Regions from separate parts of the Zea mays genome. Here region 1 is linked to region 2. Evidence: chromatin contacts called from public Hi-C data. All regions are on one chromosome and are shown on one strand. Each heading gives the region's core, a stretch centred on a gene start, on an enhancer-like site or on the middle of the called end of the contact. The rest is flanking DNA. Distances are from core to core; before and after follow the strand shown. Region 1 has its middle 83 kb from the start of LOC103653231. Region 2 has its middle 42 kb from the start of LOC100383590.

Evidence for each region. Hi-C and Micro-C count contacts between places; a contact is called where the count stands out from the background.
Region 1: a contact with region 2 is called in a Hi-C map of ear, with 5 times the contacts expected there. The contact joins two enhancer-like sites. A contact is called at or near these places in 6 of 25 Hi-C or Micro-C datasets (bundle sheath, ear, leaf and 1 more).

Annotation. Positions count from the first base shown.
Region 1 is chr4:48,354,062-48,359,671 of Zm-B73-REFERENCE-NAM-5.0, reverse strand. No RefSeq gene overlaps it. Among protein-coding and RNA genes, the nearest start is that of LOC103653231, 83 kb to the left of the region's middle. Within about 2 kb of position 2,486, at least 17 of the 20 cell types and tissues checked have an H3K27ac peak or open chromatin away from gene starts, as enhancers often do. A contact at or near this core is called in bundle sheath, ear, leaf and 1 more, where this site is marked.
Region 2 is chr4:48,083,659-48,089,277 of Zm-B73-REFERENCE-NAM-5.0, reverse strand. No RefSeq gene overlaps it. Among protein-coding and RNA genes, the nearest start is that of LOC100383590, 42 kb to the left of the region's middle. Within about 2 kb of position 3,852, at least 18 of the 20 cell types and tissues checked have an H3K27ac peak or open chromatin away from gene starts, as enhancers often do. A contact at or near this core is called in bundle sheath, ear, leaf and 1 more, where this site is marked.

The DNA.
Region 1 (5,610 bases), core at 1,237-3,736, 270 kb before region 2:
TAACTCTGCCGGACAATCCGCCTATGGCCAAAGGCGTCAGCCTCCACACAAAGCCTTAAAAGGGAAAGAGACGCAACAGCAAAGCACATATGGTCGGTTGATCAAAACTGACTCTACTTTTGATCAGTTGCTCTCCAAGAATACTAGCAAGAAGACCGTTCTACGTGATCGGTCAACGAAGAAACCTCAGTCACCTGCTAAAACAAAACGGGTAAACAAAACGGCTCGAAAGGCGACACAACAAGCATCGCCTATTCATCCTATGAGACCAAGGTACTTTCCACCCTTTTACTCATCGTCGGTATATTATCCTGTTCAAACATGGAATGGTACGATGATGAATCCATGGTATATGTATAGTCCCTTTGTCTATCTAGGCTGGGGGGCACCTCCATTCTATTCCTTTTGATCCATTGATCAAACGGTCATGGCCGAGAAAGATAAAATCCGAAACGACCTTTATATTGGTGCTTTAGTGAATGATCTCCATATTGAAAAGCCGGTGACTTACATCAAGTTTAGTTCATATGCTTTTGGTGCGTCAACCTTCACCAAAAGGCAGGGGGGCATATGTTGGAGACCAAAAAGAGCAGCGCGGACAGTCCGGCCCTGAGGCCCGACGGTCCGCGGTCCGGACAGTCTGCGGTGATGGCGCGGACGGTCCGCGCGTGCGCAGAGTCAGTTAGGGTTCCTAGTTTCTCGCGGGATTTGTTACCTAAAACCGCGGGATTAACTCGGAAATCAGTTGGAAGCGGATCCAGATCTCCCCTTTATATAGATGAAGAACTACGACCGATTAAAACCCCCAACAATCGAACCAATATCACTTCTATTTCGCATTTATTTCCAGCACAATTAGGAGTAGTTCTAGTCTAGTTCTAGTTTAGCCTCTCGATCCCCAAATTCTTCGCCTCTCTTCGACTCTACGCCGATTAGAGGAGTCTAGGTCGGCCGGCCCGAGCCTAGACACCACCTAGGATCTCTCCTCCCCGACGGGGTCCCTCCCGGGAGCGAGATCTAGGCGCCGCCGACGACCTTCGCCGCCCCTCGTGCGCGGACCGTCCGGCCCCAGGGCGCGGACCGTCCGGCTGTCAGGCAGGGAACCTTTGCCCCTACTCCAGGTCGCGGACCGTCCGGCCCTGTGCCGCGGACCGTCCGTGCCTGACCAGAGAGCACCGCCGCCGGTTCTTGTTGAGTGATTGGCGCTCCGAAAAGGCGTCAACATACAGTTTCACCATTGTCGTGCCTCACCCTTGCTCTTCCTGCTTTATGCAAAAATAGAGTAATATTATACACAAATGGAGGTTTGAGTTTTATGGATTTTGGTTTCACATTCACGTCCACCCAATCAACACAACAAATGTTTTTATGATTTATTAAAACAAAGTTTAAATAAAAACGTAGCAATGCACAATCTTCATACCATACTACCAGTTACCACTAGTGTCCGAACCCCTTGATCGGCAACAACCGATGCATGCAACAAATATACTGATTGGTTCACAGTGGCCAAGCAGCGAGCTCGCGCGTAGCCGGTCAGCCAGATACGACGATTTCTGCCGTACAAGCACATGCAGACAGATAATATTAAAATAACTTATTTTACATCTATTTGTATAACTCACGCCTCCACATACAGATAATTAAACATATATTAAAATAAAATCAACACATATGGTGGTCCAGAATAAGATCCTTTAAATAGAGCATGCAGATCTAGTCGGATAAGAACGATAGCAGCAGCCGAATCCCATGGCCATAATTGGCAAAATCTTGGCCATGCCTTCCGTGAGGTTTCGGCTATTGCGCAGCACGCATAAGATGGACCGCTCTGTCCCTTCCTCACTACACAAAGGTGTTTTCTCCCATCCAACTTGCAGCACATTGTCTGTTCATATCAACCCCCTCTTCGGACCTACATCTACTCTAGTAGCACAAAGAAAACAACAGGGGAAAAAAACCATCGGAGAGTCCGCTTTTACAACGCATGGATTTCAAAGAGGTTATATATGATTTTTTTGCGTAATGAGTTACTTTGTGGTGAAATATGTTCATTCCGATTTTAAATCATTGACTTTGACATGGTTGCTTGTACTCGCTCCGTTACAATTTATAATTAGTTTAACTTTTTTAACCTAAGTTTGACTCACTCGTCTCATTCAAATAAAATTCATCTTTATTATTACTTTTTAACGTGACATCATTTAGAATACAATATAATTTAAATATGGCTTTGATTTTTTCATTTTTTCGCGGAATTATTTCGATGAAAAGTGGCATCTTCGTTGACAGCAAGGCACATGCATTGACTTTACTAGTCTGGAGATATGTCAGGTTATAAAAAGTAGTTTATGCATGTGCTAGAGCTTGCTTGGACAAACTTATTGTCCTGATAGCGCGGCTGAGCTGAGTAGGACAGTGCAGTAGGCCCACAAAGACTCGGAATAGGAGCCCGCCAGTTTGGTCCAGGCGATGGGCCAAGCGGGCTAGCCCAAACCACAACAGGTCGTGCCACCTAACTCGACGTGACATGTCTCCCCTAAGGTCTGCCCGTGTTGGTGTTGGTCCAAAAGTGTGGGAACCTGGCTCACGACTGTCCCTTTTTCTCACTCTATAACAGCTAGCAGCTAGACCCCGAGCCTCAAGCTGCTTCGTCCACCAACTTGGCTTCCAGCGTCATTGGCTCGCTGTTGCTTTGTGTCAAGGACTATATTATCATGGATCATCAGATTCGTTCACTTCCCTCCCGTCAGCAGTCGGGACGTGAAAAGTCATAGAAGTTCGTTCCCTTTCCCAGCAATACACACTTAGAGAACAAATGAGACACAATATGTATGGTTATGTCTCTGCCCTCTTTCTATCTTCTACTCTCTTATAAAGGGTATAATATATATCTCTTTATATAGAGACGTGAAACCTTTCTTAGGAACATAAGTGGTATTCACGGTCATGCTTCGCGGATCTCGTGTACTGGAGCAGCATGCAGTAGATGTAGATGAGATACAGATTCTTTGGGGGAGGATCGATTCTTTGTGTGGTGCTGCAGCGATACAGACTACAGTGCAGCGTCATCGGGCAGGCAGGTAGTGCGAGTGGAAAAAAGGACGGACATACAGTTAGTTCTTGTTCGGTTATTCCAATTACATGTGTATTGAAATGGATTGGGATAGATTTTGACTTGTTATGGATTTAAACCGACTCAATACCACCCAATCCACATGGATTAACGGTGAAACGAACAAGCCCTTAGTTGGAGAATGATTTTAGTCCCGTTAACCTTTAACAGTCCCTGATTTTGTAACCGAGGCCAGAATGACTTCTTTCCTTTTGTAACCGAGGCCAGTACGTACGTTTCTTATCACCACACCTACACGCTATATCCAACTTAGTCTTCTATGATTTCGCTTTAGATTTTCGTGGAGGACCAGGGCCGGTCCTGACATTTCGGGGGCCCTAAGCAATAATATATATGAAGGCCTTATATGAAAATTTAAATTTACTATTTTTTAACTTTTAAATAATATCTGAAAAATAAAAAAGTTGATAATTTACACAATTTTATTCAAAATGATATGACAGGAGACACTGTTACAATATTTATGAGTCGTAAAATTATATAACTCTGCCTTTGGTTTGACTTTTGAGAGCGAGTATTTTTACTTTTAATTTGTCAAACTAACCTAAACCTTAAAATGCACGGTAAACCAAATCTAAATACATTAGAGCAAATTTTCTGAAAACAAAGTTCAACAAACTAAACAATGATTAAGCAACATAGGTTATTAGGGTCGGCGTAGGCTAGAATTAAACAACGCGACAAGCACAAGTGTACAACACCTTTTGTCCTTCTCACTTCAATCAATATTTAGTATTCGTCCAAGCAGACTGTTGCGTGACCTCGAAGAGATGGGTTGCCAGAAAATCAAAGAGACGCAACAAAATAACGAGAATAGAGATTTATCTGTAACATATATGTATTTGGATATAAGCTGAATAAACGGGGACCCTACGGACCTTGGGGGCCCTGAGCGGTCGCATACCCTGCATACCCTCGGGGCCGGCCCTGTGGAGGACCTATGCCTCCGTTTGTTTCGGCTTTTCGCAGCTTCTGGCCACCAAAAGCTGCTGCGGACTGCCAAACACTCAGCTTTTCAGCCAGCTTCTATAAAATTTGTTTGGGTAAAAACTATTCAAAATCAACATAAACATATAATCGGTTGAGTCGTCGCAATAGTAGTAATCCGTCACTTTATAGATCCTGAGCCCCATGGACAACTTTATCTTCCTCTGTACGTAATTCTAATGATACTCAGATTCTCTACACAGCCAGATTTCCCCACAGCTAGATTCTCGGAAGAGCTGGTCAGAAAAAGCTGAACCAAACAGGCTTAATCCTTTGTATATGACCTTTAGTTCTGAATGGTAACATTAATAGGAACTAAAGGTTGAGAGCCCTTTTTCTGACTAGTGTTATCAATCGGGATAAAAGGGTTTCCAGCTTACTACTACTGTCTGTATTAATGAAGATAGTCAAAGCAGGTTAGCATAGGTAGGCAAAATGTCAACTTTCGATTAAACACGTATATTAATGTTTACTAGTTAGATGCACGTGCGTGCAACGATATACAAAATATTCGATAAATTGGAGTAGTTCTATGCAGGAAAAAAATCATTACATTAAATCAATGACAAACAAGCTAGGCAGGGAGAGGGAAATGCTCATGCATAGCGACGACACATAAATTGTTCGATAAAATATTAGTACACTATGATTACATAAAAACGAACAACGCTTATATTATAATGTTAATGTACAATAATTACATAAAAATAAACAACACATATATCATCGATACCAATATCTCACAGATTCTTTGTCAACAACCAATACAGAATTAAACTAATATATTGCAACTACGTAAGTCAAACTACTTATGTAAGTCAACAACCAATACGGAATTAAATTACGTAAGTCATCGATATCAATATCTGACAAATTCTTTGTCAACAACCAACACCGGACTGTCCGGTGCTCCACTGGAGCCCGCTGTCCTATGATATGATTGCATCCTTCCTTTTGCATTGATGGGCACCGAACTGTTCGGTGCACCATCGGATCGTCCGGTGTGTCAGCTAGCCATTGCCACTGGGTAGCCGTTAGAGGTAGTCGTTGCCTCGGAGGACCACCGAACTGTCTGGTGACCGGGCCCGGAGTGTCTAGTGCATGGGCCCGGACTGTCCGACATTTTTAGCTGAAGCACTCGAGGTTGGACAGTTGGTCGTCCAGGACACCGGATTGCCCGGTGCTACCTAGACAACAGCACACTTGTGTGCTTTCCTATTCTTTCTTCCCATTCATCTTCAACTTTTGGGAGGACTTTCCTGTGACTTAGACGAATAATTTTAGAGTATAATTCAATTGAATAAGTCCTAGAGGATTACCTCTTTTCATATCCCATCTTTTCTGTTTCACCTCAAGCAGAACTCTACTTTCTAGTGACCTTGTTTTTCATCTTGAGCTTGATCTTGAGCCTTATGACTTCCACCACATAACAATAGATGTTACCTCATTGATTGTAAGTCATGTTCTTAGGTGATGATCCTTGATGC
Region 2 (5,619 bases), core at 2,603-5,102:
TATCTATTAAAAATATAAATAAATATATTTTTAAATATTTCTAAAAAATCATAATAAATATACCAATAATGGTTATAATGAGAATATTTTATTTTTAGACCAAAGTCCATATACTAATAAATTGGGTTTTAAATAAAGGGATTCTATGAATAAAACCATCAATCAATTATTAGCAAACAAAAAAATCATTCTCCAAAGATAAATGAGATCAAGCCCTTGACTTAAATTTTAAATTTTCTATTAAGTTTAGGGACTAGTAATATATTATTTTAATTGATGGATTTAAGGTGTTACAAGTAAATCTTCCAGAATGTCTTCATCTATGTAAGAACGACAGAGCCTACCCGTATTAATGTCAAATCTGGGACAAGTTTTTAGATGGTTTCCATATGATCTCTTTGAATATCAGAGATTACAGAATCTGCAAAAGGAATAAAACAACATAATGATACCACTAAAATAGTAACAAAATAATATTACTAAAAGTGAAGACAAAATGCATAGCACGTTAGAATAAAAAACACAAATAATACTTCTAAAACGGGAGCTAAATAAAGTAACTCAGTACTAAGCCTGTATTTTCAAAATTTCAACGTCACGATCATGTCAAACATAATTGGTCCAAGGAGTAGGGAATTAAGACTTGTAAAGGTATTGCACAGAAACAAACAATGCATCACTGCCATCTATTTTTAAACAAGAAGCAATTTATTAAATATAGTTGCTCATGTAAAATACCTCTTACAGTTGTAAAAGAGTAAACCATTCTTCAAAATCCATAAATGCATCTTATTTATACAAACTCTCGTATGTATTTAATATAATAGGAAGTCAAATATATAATAATAATAAATACCACATGGAGGATGGACCAAAAGTACAAAACAAAATCATGACATCATGAGACCTGTACTCAACAACAATATAGCATACATGACAAACTCCCAATGTCTAAGAATAATAGGTACATAATAAGAGTCTCTCCGGTTTGATTAAGCCTATTCTAGGCTGAAAAAAATAGGTGATGCCTAAAAGGAGGGAGGTGAATTAGGACTTCTAAAATTTTCTCTAAACTAGGCCACAAATAAAACCCTAGAGCAAAAACTATGCAAATAATCAAACTAGAATGTGCAAACTAGATTTTGTCTAAGTGTTGCTATCTCTACCGCAATAGCTAAGTTTCAATCCTAAACAATATAAGTATAAAGACAAGATTGAAACTTAAATGCTTAATATAAATGCGGAAGCTAAAGAGCAAGGTAGAGATGCAAACTCTCATGGATGACACCGGTATTTTTACCGAGGTATCCAGAACCACGCATGGTCCCGACTAATCCTCGTTGGTGCCCCTACGCAAAGGGAAGCCCACGCGAGGGCCAAGCACCACGGTCGAGTAACTCTGTAGAGAGCCGCAAGCCTTCTCCACGCGCAAGTGGTGCTCCGCTTCCTGATCCTCTCGGAGACTCCCCGTCATCTCCACTATCAAGCTTCCAGCCGGAACGCCGCGGGCCTCGTTCCCTCCGGTACATGGTGGCGGCCGCGACACAAACGCGGTTGTCACGGCCGGTCTCGCAAGACTCTCACCCCACTCGGTGCAATTACAGCAGCTCACACAAGAGCCGAGGGGTTGTGTGGTTTATCTAAACTCACTCAACTAACTAGGGTTCACCTAGAGCAAGCGCTAAAGCAGTCTAACTAACCTAAGCATTTCGCAAAGTACCTACGCTAATCATCGAGTGATTCTATTAAGCACTTGGGTGTATGAGCACTTGGGAATGGGTGGCGCAACAGTGAACGGTGGAGCAGCATCGACGCGGGCCTATGTCGAGCGCTCCGGTAACCGATTTTAAGCGGAACTGGGCGCCGGACAAGAAACCATGGGGAAGGAGCAGATAGATTCGTACCAGGTTTGGGTGACGGTTGGACTGGACCACGACGTGGTGTGATTCGACGGCGGTGGTTGTGCCACGGCGAGAAATTCCCGCCCGACCCCGATAACCCGTGCTTGTCGCCCTCCACGTGTCTGATCCACACACCCCGAGTGAGCGTTCCCACCCGCACGACAGGCTCCAATTGACGATGAAGGTGGGGATGGCGTCGGTGGCACAGCTCCCACTCCCTCCCTACGACGGTGTTGGCTCGCGCGATTGGGAGATTCTAGGTGGCGGCTCAGGAGGTGACTACGTGCACGAGCGCGGTCGAGGCCTCCCCTATTTGTACGCAAGGGTGTCGTTGCATTGGCCAGCTAGAACCAGCGAGTTCGGTGGAGGTTGTTGAGCGAATGCCTCCCGGGCAGCTACGAGGACGAAGTTGACACCGCGACCCCACATGTCAACGATTGCTCGTGAGATATGTGGGTGAGGCTGCCAAGTGGGTCCCGTTTGCAAGTCGCGCGTGCGAGAGGCCAAGGCAGAGGGCTGACGAGAGGCCCCCGCCTGGCCTTGTTGGGCTGCCGCGCACGAAATGGAAGCTAGGCCGAGGTGGGTAGCATCCGGCCCAGTGAGGTTTGTTTTCTTTTCTTTTCTTTTCTTTTTATAATTTTATTTCCCAATTTCTTTTATTCTCGAAATTTGAATTGAATTCAAATTCAAATTTTGAATTTTAGATTTAAAATGTACAATAAGTTTCTAATATGAGGTAACCTTCATAGTTACATTTTTTTCTTTTTTTTCTTTTTTTATACTTCTTATTACTTACTTATAGAAGGGTAGTTTGCTTAAATCAAGGTGTTGTCACCAGATTCAATTCTTCCGAATTCAAATCCTTCTATGGTTCTAACTTAAAAATTAACTTCTAAATAAGTGCACAACCATTAAACTCCAGCATGATGCACAAGTTTGAATACTTCATCTTGTTTTTATTGTAACCAAAGAAATATGTTCCAATAATAACACACATGAGCAAAAATCACGTTAGCATTATTTCTTTGTTGATTCAAGTTTGATATACTCCCCCACTGGGATTTATAGTGTGGGCATTTGTACCTACCACTATGGCATATGTCACACTCACTATTGTGGCACATAGAAGTCATGCTCCCCATATGGTACAATAACTATGATAATATTGAAGTAGTTGAGCTTTTGCTGGGTAGGGTCCATTGTCTAGGCAGAAATGTTACTCTCTCCTTACTTGTGCTATAAAAGGAAGGTGTAGAGCAACGTAGAAGATTTTTCCACTCTTGACTTTTGGCTTCACTTAGCTAGATTTGGCTTGGTTTTATTTAGGTTTAGAGGGTACTGAACATATATCATTTAGATGATATGGGATATTACGCTCAGACGTGCCGAACCTCTCCATATCATATGATGTATGTATGCATACAACCATGTCGAGATCCTGAACCAGAGGTTTTAGGCCTACATCCTTCTCTTTCTATCTGGTTTTATCTTGTAGCCTTAGTATAGTGTCGTGGTATCCTTGTGACAAATAGCCTTAGTTATTTTTTATTTTTATTTTTAGCCATTTTGTTTGTGCCAATGTGCCTAACACGATAAAATCACGCTGTCAGGAAAATAAGTATGGTCATTTTTAAAACAATAGTTAAAAAAGATAAAAATAATTGAAAAGGAAACCCTGCAGATTCTCACTGGACGGGAGTAGGATGGCCTATGAGTACTCAGTAGTGAGCAGTGAGAAGTAATATTCCCTGACAGTTAGTTACTGCCAAATTACGGTTATGCGATGCCGTTATTGAAAAGGACACGGTACCCGCCACCGCCAACGCCAAGATTAGACTGGTGGTCGATCACTGGCTAGGCGTCTGTTGCCTATGGGCTATAATATGATGGCGTTGGCCCATGGGGCATGGGATGGGCTCTGCCGATCCAGAATCTGCTCCCGGCTGGCTGCGATTGACTAGGGCCTTTCGGTTCGGCTGTTTGAACCTTGCTTTGTCCCCGTCCGCACGCACGCAGTGGGCATGTGCGTGTCGCAGGCCGCCGCAGCGCGAATCGCTGCGGCATCCGCGGCTAGCCGGGCCTGGAGGCGGAGGAGACGACGCGAGACGGACGGACGGACGGACGACCGACCGACCGACGAGACTGCTCGAACCGACGACGACGTACGGCCCTGATGAGTCGCCGTCGCTCGCTAGGCGCCTTGCCGGCCGTCTCTCCTCAATATTTTGCCAATATTTTACGGCGGGTGGACGGACAGAGTGGACGCATGCAGTATATACGCATGTGCGGGCCTGGTGCCTGTGCCGGGGGGACGCACGTTGCCGCTGCGTGCAGCGGCGTGGCGTGTGGATGACTGTGCCTGGTGCGTGCCTGCGTGCGTGCAATTGCATGCGCTTGCACCACGCACCACGCCAACACGCACGCGCGCACCGCACCGCACCGCATCTGCCTCCCTGTATCTCTACCGGTTTACCCCCTCTCCTTTAATTTATTTTTATCTAATCATTACCGTTATTATTATTATTATGATTATTATTATTATCATCATCATCTTGTCATGTTCCTGTTAGTTTTGCTTTTGCGCGATGGAGATATCGGCATCGTGGTTGTGTAAGCGTGCGTGCGTGGCTTGATCATAAGCATAGCATACCTGTGCTGTAAAAACTGGCGCATAAAACTCTGTTAAAAGCTTTACTGTAACATATATCTTGTTGTGACATGTAAGGTTAAATCCAGCAGACCGTGTAAACGACCGTGCAAGACATTGTTTTGATGTTTATAGAGTGGAGTTTAAAAATAAATAATGGAATATGGAGATATATGGTCTAGTGGAGATAGCGTAAGTCAAAAAAAATGCCCTTGTCGTATTATACAATATGGTAATAACTAACTTTAGTGTCTCTGTTTTTTTGGAAAGGGAAACAGAAACTGGGCGAAAAACTGAAAACTATGAGGAAAACTTCACGCAGCGACGCGGGCTCTGCCCTTTTTTTATTTTAGCTTTTCTTTCCTTCAAAATTTCACGTATGCACCTCTAATGGATAGAGACGATTATCCCGTTTGCACACTTAGAACTTGTTTAGTTAGAGATGAATTGAGAGAGATTAGAGAGGAATAATGTGTATTAGCTCACTTACGTTGGAGGCTCATGTGAAGTGTAATGATTAACAAGAGAAATTGTTAAGGCTGATCATTGCTTTTAAAGTTGGTCAAAATTTTATTAGTAGTTACTAAGTATAAGTAGATATCATCATAATTAATTTAAGAGATCATCATTAATAATAAATCCCATAATGCAATGCATATGACAGATTAAATTTAATTCCATAAGTTAATCATGCGAGAGTCATGAGTCGCTCTTGACCTTGAGCACGACTGATATAACTGTTTTACAGTCTGCAGAGTTTACACATCTTTACCTACATGACATGTTTCCCGTGAAGTCAAGGTTGCCTAGACCCTTAGACACTTCCAAGGTGAATGACTAGGGATCTACTGCAAGAGCTTTTCAAAGTTCCACTAGTTCGAAAAAACCCGCTACGGTGTCAGGAAGAAGGAAGCATAGAAATCACTTATCTAAAAAGCTTTACAAACAGTTCGACCCGAGGACCTCCCTCTGTAGCGACGCGCTCCCCGCTGGCCCCCTTCGGATAAGGTAATCTCTCTCTAGCTTTCCTAATTACTTGGCCAAGAGCGTACCATTCCACCATTGTGGTAG